Linked DNA regions of Mus musculus: all the other regions are linked to region 3. The links are chromatin contacts, called in public HiChIP or PLAC-seq maps. All regions are on one chromosome and are shown on one strand. Each heading gives the region's core, a stretch centred on a gene start, on an enhancer-like site or on the middle of the called end of the contact. The rest is flanking DNA. Distances are from core to core; before and after follow the strand shown. Region 1 has its middle 5.5 kb from the start of Gm32652. Region 2 overlaps Gm32652 (a long non-coding RNA gene). Region 3 has its middle 130 kb from the start of Dpt.

Region 1 (2,700 bases), core at 86-2,585, 240 kb before region 3:
GTGTTGTCTGCCTCTGGTTACAAAATCAGACTCCATGCATTTATGTTTTAAGTCATGAATTCACACAGAGATGGGGCGTTTATGCAATAGCTGTATTGGCCTCCCATACTATTCTCTGAAGTAGACATAATAATAAACTGCTCCCTAAGTTCTTAACGGTATGGTCATAGAGCCTCTCAGAAACTCTTTATTCAGTACATGTTGACTATACGGAGAACTTGTCAACCCACAGGGAATAAATACAGAGACTATGGAGTATTCATCTCCAAATTTAATAGCTACGTCACAAGGGTGTGTGTGTATAAAGATGATAAGAACCAGAGGTAATGGACACCTGTAGCAAAACAGTAGTTGTAGGACATGATAGTGCCATTGAGAGCAAGAACTCATATCAATTGTGGCTGCATGCAGAAGACCTGCCAAGACCAAGATGGCTGAACTCCTGGCATGCATTGGCAGGAATTCTTGAGGTCTCTCACCCTACCTAGCCTTACTGAGGAGCTATTGGCTAAGTGGCTGCTGGGGGAAGTCGGGGGAGAGACAGTTTTCTTTAGGGATGCAGCCCCAGAGGGGCAACACATGTTCCATCCACACGCGTGCACATCCGTGTATCACTGAGGACTTAGTGGGCTTAAGAAAAGAGCGTGCGGAGCTGAGACAGAACAGAACTGAGGGACTGAGGAGGAACTGGAAAGAAGGGGAGGCAGTGTGGATTTGACCAGAAAACACGTATGAGATTCTCAAACAATAAACAATGACGGGAGCAATGGTCAGGAAGAGCTTAAATTAAGATACACAAATACTGCAGAAACTTCCTCTCTAGCTGAGCACAGCGGACTGCTGGACCTGCGAGCTTCTGGTCAAAGCCCACGGCAGTCCTGCACTGACACGCATACACGTGAGTAGATTCTCCTGTGAGAGCAACAGCAGCCTGCGGTCCTTCTGCCTCGTGAACCTCACAACGTACCACCTTTTGATTACACTCAAAGGGACACTTGTGCCCTGGAAATGTGAGAAATGATGGCACAGGAGAATGCTGAGGAGACTAGGGAAGGAAATTGACGCACAGATTATGAGGCCAATCGTGATTCACAGAGCAGCCCCCCACCCCGCACCCCCATCGTGCACCTAGGTTAGAGCATCTGTTACAAAACATTTAGTTGGCTTGCCCCATCTGCATATGCCTTAGCAGCACATCCCTTTTGACTTATATACCAGGAAGTCCAAGCCAGTTTTGGAGTGACCTGTTGAGGTTTCTGGCCCTGTAAGCATGCCCGCTGTCTGCAGAACCACTTGGGGGCAGCACCTGCTCACTGCCACTGCAACTGTGGCCCACCACTGTGGCTTGTCTCCCTACAGGGCCTCTTCATCTTCTCTTAGCTGCAGATCTCAGGGTTGCCAATGCATATCTCCATCCAGCAGTGTTAAACCAAACTGAGCTTCATTCTCCAGATGAAGACTTCTCTACACTGCCTTTCTTCCATCCCCGAGCACTGGGCAACACTACCTTATTATAGGGACTAAATCCTTTGGACTCTAGGTAATTCTCTCTCTGTTGTAGGAAGACTGCACTATGGTCTGGGTTGGAGGCAGGTGCCTTGCTGCCTGCCATCTTCTTCTTCTTTTTTTTTTAAAGATTTATTTATTTTTATTGTATATAAGTACACTGAGCTGTCTTCAGACACTCCAGAAGAGGGAGTCGATCATTACAGATGGTTGTGAGCCACCATGTGGTTGCTGGGATTTGAACTTCGGACCTTCGGAAGAGCAGTCGGGTGCTCTTACCCACTGAGCCATCTCACCAGCCCCCAGCCTGCCATCTTCTCTTTTCAATACTGTTCCCATCCTCTTATTTCTTTCTTCATGAAAGCCAACTCCTGGGGAAGGAGGATGCCAGCTAGCTGCCAGTCCCACACTTCTGACAGATGTGTGTATTGAGTGAATCCTTAAATGCAGAAACTATCTCCCTACCTAGTCCTTCAATGAAAGTTTTGAGTATCACTCTTTGCCCCACACGATTTCATTAGAGCAGATCTCTGAAAAAATACTGTATAACAAAGAGGAATCATTTTAAAATTGTGATGTGTATTCTTAGCAAGTTGATCCCAAAGGATGCAGTGATCCATCCTTCAGCAATCAATGACAATTCTTGAACTTGTTCCTTGGATAGGTATATTCTGCACTGCCTAAACCTTACTCATCTATATAGACACCACTCTGTGTGTGTGTTCCTCATTCTGCCTTGCTAACCATACTAGTATGAATAATGTCTGTTCTTACATATGTGTGGGCATATGTTTGAGAATCAGAACCACCTGACCTTCCAAAAATATGAAAAAGACAATATGTCTGAATAATTGCTTAGTTGATTGTGTTATCATAACTTCAAGTGTTGAATGACTGAACGTGTTTTCCCCCTAGATACTGAAGAGGTCTATCATTGAGGGATAGGTTTATGTGTAAGTCCAGAGTACTAGTGACTCAAACTGAGAGTTGAGTTTTCTGTTTTTTTCCCTAGCAGTATAAATTAGGGGTCATTCAGACCAAGGCTGCTGAGAAATCCTTGGAACCCAGGGTTTTCATTTTCTATCCCCAAGGGCATTTTTCAGAAGTCGCACATGCAATCTCCAAGTGTAGTCTTCTTGCTAGACTCAGCTTCACAGAAGGCTGAGGAAGGCGGTCTTCATTCCAAGTGATCAT
Region 2 (2,900 bases), core at 289-2,788, 220 kb before region 3:
CCAGGGTGGGTAGCAGTGATCTCCTGGAATCTCCTTTAGGGACTGCTATAGGCTTTTCAAGCACACCCTGGAAACTGAGGAAAGTAAAAGGTGTATTCCCCAGGGTTCCCATGAAGGAGGCGGTGTGTCAGGAGAGCCAAGCTCCCCAGGCTGCTAGGAACCGGGACATTTATCAGCTCAGGCCACCTAGCTTCCTTGTGTCCCCACAGCAGCAGGCATCTGTTGGTTCCTCTCCTGTCCCCCTGTGGGTCTCCATGACACTGCTTGTCACCCTCGAGGCGTCCATCTTTCCCCTTCACAGAATCTGTCACTTAACACTTTCATAAATGGCTGCCCCTGAGACCCCTGTCCATTCCTAGTCAGCCTTTGTGTCTGTCATGTAGGTGACATCAGACCATGTCAGTTTCTTCTGTGTGACACATATTGGACCTGAAAGATTTACAGAGCTTGACCTCACATACATTGTGTCTGTGTATATTGTATTTGTGTGTGTGTGTGTGTGTGTGTGTGTGTGTGTGTGTGTGCATGTGCTCGAGTGTCTATGCTTGTGTGTGCATGTGTAAAGGTCAAAGGTTGATGCTGGGTTTCTTCCACATTAATCTCTAACATTTCAAAGATATATATTTTTTATTAATTATTGCCATGAGCTCTGTATGATATGTGTGGGCACATGCATGCCTCGGCACATGTGCAGATCAGAGGACAACTTTGTGGAGTCACTTCTCTCCTATCTTCTACTGAATTCCAGGGATCACAGAAAGGTTGTCAGCAAGTGTTTGTACCTGCCAAGCCATACAGCCGGCCCCATCTCTACCTTTGTTTTCAAAAGAGTCTCTCTTAAATCTGTAGCTTCCTGACCTCACTGGGCTGGCTGGTAGGTGAACTCCAGGGATACATCTGTTGCTGCCTCCCCTGCACTGGGCACCAGTATTGCAGGTACGTGTCATCATGCCCGACTGGGGATCCGAACTCAGGATCTGAGCCTCATGCTTGAACAGCAAACACTTTACCAATGGGGCCATCTTCCTTGCCTGTACATTGTTATCTCTTGATCCCTCTACCAATCCTATGAATGTTATCACCATGCCCATTTTATACAAGGCAATTTAGACTCAAAGATCCAGAGTGGACAATTTGGGAAAATCTGGGTATCATCCCAGATCATTTCAAAGATAGTACACCTTAAATCCAGGTCTTCTAACCCCAAGAGTCACTTCAGAAGACAGTATGGGATTAAGCAGGAGGAATTGGAGACGTGCCCTGGAAGTGAAATGACTATTTTGGAAGATGAAAATGTGTGTGTGTGTGTGTGTGTGTGTGTGTGTGTGTGTGTGTGGTGTGTGTGTGTGTGTGTGTGTGTGTGTGTGTGTGGTGTGTGTGTGTGTGTGTGTGTGTGTGCTTGTTTGTGCACTTGTGGTTAGGGCCAGCCCTGGGAAGCACAGCAGAGGAAGAAAAAAATATGCATAGCAACTCCCTTGGTAAAGGGCACAGGTGCCCAGGCCATGAATTCAGCTGATCAAACCGTGTGCACAACTGATCCCAGGAGACAGGGAAGTTTCAATTCAGTTACCAATGAGGATTGGTGCACCTCCGGTAGTCTGAGCTGGGCTCTGAAGAACCAGGCTGGCCCTACATCTCTGAACTCATGGAGAGGCTGGGGCATACATGACCCTGGAGCTTTTATCATGTCTATCCTGTCACATCGTAAGTCAGACTCAAAGCATCAATCACGTCACAGCCCTGGGGTACAGAAGCCACGCAGTTGGAGGAAACTAGCCTGAATGACACCAGGAAAGGAAAGAGATGGACTGTTCCAGACACCACCTTCATAGATGTTCCAGAAGAAACAAGGCAATTTTAATTCGTCTTTAGAGGCAGCCGCAGAGGCTTATCACGGTATAGTACCTGAAGAACGGGGATACAGGTAGGCTGATTTTTGGAGTCCTTTCTTCTAGAAGAAAACAAATTAAACTGGGGAGCCATTTGCTCAAAACAAAATTTTATCTCTGATAGACTTTCATTGTTTGGCATTATACAAAAATTAATATGAATCCCTTAGAGCCAATCATTCCTTTTAAAATTTGAAGCAAAAAGAAAAAACCCTTAATACTTGAGTCTCTTACATCAGAAAGGATTCACTGAACATCTGTCAGCAGGCGCTGTGTTGGGGTTCATTTCTCCTTGAATTCCCCATCTATTAAGAAGCAGGATGCTCACTGCTTGAAATGTCAGCAGTACTAGTGGCACCTTCATTTTGTCAATTAAAATTTACACTCTGACCCATTGTAGGGGTGGCCATCCGGCTCAGTGATGCTCTCATTGTTCTTCACGTTGCTGCATGAGGGAATACATGGCAAGCAGGGAGTTGTAAAACTTCCGGTAGGTTTCATCTTCACAAATAAAAATAAATGGTCTGAGGGAGACTGGAGAGGCTGCAATTGTGCTAAGCATCTCACCATGATAGCTCAGCTATTCATACCTTATGAAATCGTGTTCCAACTGAATATAATTTTGTTTAACTTAAGGGAAGAGCTTTTGATAATTAATGTTCACGTATTTTTCCAACTGAGGTCATACAGCATCTGCCATGCGATTGGCCAAGTCTTGGTTAATGGGTAGACATAGCGAAGGATTTGATTTTATCACTGCCCTCTTCAAGACTGAGATTTGTCTTTTCTATCTTTTCCACTTCTGAAGCTTCCCAAAGGCGAGTCTTACACTTTGTATTTCTAGAGGATCCTTTCTAACATTCTCCATGGCTTAGGAGTTTTTCTAGCTCCCGTGATATGGGTTTAAAAACCTGTTTCTTTACGGCTGTCCAATGTTCTTCCTAAGTGTAGGCAATTGAGAGCTAGCCATGTGGGATGTGGGAGGTGACGGTGCATGCTGAGAGTTCAGGA
Region 3 (3,042 bases), core at 254-2,753:
TATATGGGCATACCTGTGTGAGAGTTCACATGCACATGTGACACAAGCATGTGGAGGCCAGAGGTTAATGTGAGGTGTCCTCATCCTCCACTCTCCATTTCACTTACTGAGGCATGGTCTCTCTCACTTGAACCCAGAACTCACCTATAGGACAGACGAGCTAGCTAGACAGTGACCATGGGAGTCCCTCCTCGGCTTCCCAAGCACTGGCATTACAGGGAGCCACCACACCTCCCAGGCTTCCATGTGGGCTCTGGGGAATCTGAACTCCGCCCCTCATATTTGTGCAGCTAGGGCTTTATCCACCGAGCCATTGCCCCAGTCCATGATCCGATCTTAAAGTTCTTTTCATTTCGGTGAGTCTCCTACAAGATTCCTCTCCTTGTTCTCTCTAGTTTCTCAGTTTTGTGACATGAGGCTGCATACAAGAAACTAGCACAAACGTTCAACAAATAGGGCTCTTTCATAGACAAGGATTTACCCAATGTCAGCTGTCACTGCAGCCGTTGTAAAACTTTTGTTCCTGGGGCTGTTTCCCAAAAGTTTTCATTGCTTGTCTCTTCAATGACAGAAGTGTTAGAGATACATAGATTCTAGGTAAGACCAGCTAAAACAGGTTATTCCAGACTCTTGCCCTTGATGCCTATAGACATCCCTTTTACAGTCCCTCTAAATTCCAGCAGTGGGCTGGAGTCCTGTACCGTGCTGGACAGCTCTACCTGGAAGCCTTCCTCTCCACAAACTCTGCAAATTAAGTGTGTCATTTGTCCTCCAACTGTCCTTCTTCATATTCTCTCTTTTAGTCAATTACTCAGTCTTACATCATCTTTGGTCTTCCTCGTGTTCTTTAAATAGACATACAAACGTTTACCTTTTAAGACAACTAAAATTTTACTTGGTAACAGTGGATTGAGATCATCATTCCTTTTATAGTCACTTGGAAAAGTGATTGAAACTGGTGTTTGCTTGTTTGTCTGTTCCTTCCTCAGGGTCCCCATTGACTTAGATGGCTCACTATCCAACCTTCTCCTCCCTATCTCCAATCCTCTGATAAAGACTCTTCTGGAACTCTACTGTGCTTCTATTTCCCCCTTGCATTCAAAGCACTTGAGACCTTTGGTGGCATGAGCATGTGGTTACAGATTGTTCACACATCAGCAGTGAACGTGGGCTAGAATAAGGACTAGCCTAAAACCATTAGTGCCTACTCTCCCAACAACCCACTTCTTCCAACAAGCCCCTTCCTTCCAAAGCTCCCAGGATTTCCCAAAACAGCGCCACCAGCTAGGCCCACATTTGCAAAGGCTAAGAATCACTTCACATTCATACCATAATGGCCTTAGGCCCCCTGCAACAGTGACCTCTCCTAGACCAGGGTCACTTTGGTAGCCCAGTGCAGCACACAAGCAGACATCCTTATGTGTTGCTTTGATGAGGAGAACCCCATTGCAGTTATGACGCACCATCCTGTTTAAGTAAACTGGGGACTCTCAGTGACAATATGCTGATATTCATGATGAATTCATACTTAGTGCACTGGCAACTGCCTTTCGCAGCTGTTTTCCTGGGGGCACTTTACAGTTTTTATCAAGATAGTCTCAAGAGATTTGCAATGGAGATTACTCCTTCATCCTTTTTTTTTTTTTTTTTAAGCTGAGAAAAACAAAGCATACAATTTTAAGAGTCCTACCGAGGATATTCAAATATAAAACTCATGTGGGAAAGTAATATATTCTTTTGACTCTCTGAGCTGTAGCCCTTCTCCCCTAAGAGGCTTCTCTTTTTCTAAAGAAAAACAAGTAGCGCCTTATCAGCTCTGTCCCTGGTTGGAGACCAAGGGAGTCTCTACTCATCTGTTCAAGCCCAGATTCCCCATGGTAGCATCTGAAAAGGAAAATGCCTGTATGGTGTCTCCGCTGTCATATTCAGTTTTATTTATTGACTTTTTATGATTAAACTAATGCAAAAATAAAAAACAAACAAACAAAGTTGAAGGAGAGAAAAAAAACAAAAGACAAAAACAATAAAATACAGAATATCAAAATAGATTTTGAAATGATGAACAAAGAAAAGCTGATAAGCCTGTGGCCAAACTGATAAGGCAACAAAGGAAAAGCGGCAGAGTTGGCCATGAGAGCAGAGTGGGGCACCATTAGTACTCCTGCAGGCACGAAAGGGACAAGAAGGAAATAGCAAGGTAGCTTTGAGCCTATACATTCAATGGCTTGGATAAAACTGGAAAGAAATTAAGAAATTGGAAAAATGCAAACTACCTGTCACATAAAAGCCAAAGGATGAATTGAATAGGTTAGTTTTGTTTTTTGTTTTTTTTTTTTAAATCTGTGAAAGAAATTGCATTTAAAATTAAAATACTTCCTGGGACAAAACTCCAATATGAGAATTTCACAGCTGAATTGCACCAAAATTTGCTGAGAAATGGTATCAGTTCTAGAGATGCCATTATAAAATGTACCAGAAGGAGTGTGTTGGCTCACTTGAAGAGGTGAATATCACCCTAGACCCAAGACAGAAGGATACAATATAGAAAGAAAAGTACATTATTAATAGCTTTCATACATCTTTACTAGCCACTTAGCGAGTCAAAATTCTCAAAATATAAAAATATACATAGAAAAAAAAAACAGTTTAGGCCAAGAATATAAAACTGCCTTAAATCTCAAAAATGAATCAAAATAATTTATCAAGTTAATTGATGAACAAAAGAAAAGCCAGATCAGTTCATTTTAATAGTTGAAGCATAAAAAAAAAAAATTGAGGAAATTCAATACCCATACATGATAAAAGAAATTCTCAGAAGTTCAGAAATAGAGAATTCCTTCTGTATGATTTAAAAGTGTCCAAAAGCAAACCAAACTTTTACCTCACTTTTCATATTAAAAAAAAAAAAACTTGAAATGAGTTATAGATTTAAGTTTCAGAGCTAAAGTAATGAAATTGTTAGAAGAAGCTAGAGCGGAAATCGTGGCAATTGGGGATTAGACAAAGATTTCTGAAATGGGATGCAAACAATGCAGACTATAA

The links. HiChIP or PLAC-seq counts read pairs in DNA pulled down with a chosen protein or histone mark.
Region 1: a contact with region 3 is called in an SMC1A HiChIP or PLAC-seq map of large pre-B cells, with 8 times the contacts expected there. The contact joins two enhancer-like sites. A contact is called at or near these places in 1 of 15 datasets of contacts at CTCF or cohesin (large pre-B cells), 3 of 484 Hi-C or Micro-C datasets (B cells and embryonic stem cells), 4 of 115 datasets of contacts at active chromatin or transcription factors (embryonic forebrain, large pre-B cells, pancreatic cancer cells and 1 more) and 1 of 9 other capture datasets (embryonic stem cells).
Region 2: an H3K27ac HiChIP or PLAC-seq map of large pre-B cells shows a contact between it and region 3, with 2.3 times the contacts expected there. The contact joins two enhancer-like sites. A contact is called at or near these places in 4 of 115 datasets of contacts at active chromatin or transcription factors (embryonic forebrain, large pre-B cells, pancreatic cancer cells and 1 more) and 1 of 9 other capture datasets (embryonic stem cells).

The regions. Positions count from the first base shown.
Region 1 is chr1:164,903,851-164,906,550 of GRCm38.p6, reverse strand. No RefSeq gene overlaps it. Among named protein-coding and RNA genes, the nearest start is that of Gm32652, 5.5 kb to the right of the region's middle. Within about 2 kb of position 1,335, at least 3 of the 459 cell types and tissues checked have an H3K27ac peak or open chromatin away from gene starts, as enhancers often do.
Region 2 is chr1:164,883,684-164,886,583 of GRCm38.p6, reverse strand. Gm32652 (a long non-coding RNA gene) reads left to right here. Exons shown (of 5, transcript XR_865700.2): 2 at 850-936. Among named protein-coding and RNA genes, the nearest start is that of Gm32652, 15 kb to the left of the region's middle. Within about 2 kb of position 1,538, at least 3 of the 459 cell types and tissues checked have an H3K27ac peak or open chromatin away from gene starts, as enhancers often do.
Region 3 is chr1:164,661,887-164,664,928 of GRCm38.p6, reverse strand. No RefSeq gene overlaps it. Among named protein-coding and RNA genes, the nearest start is that of Dpt, 130 kb to the left of the region's middle. Within about 2 kb of position 1,503, at least 7 of the 459 cell types and tissues checked have an H3K27ac peak or open chromatin away from gene starts, as enhancers often do.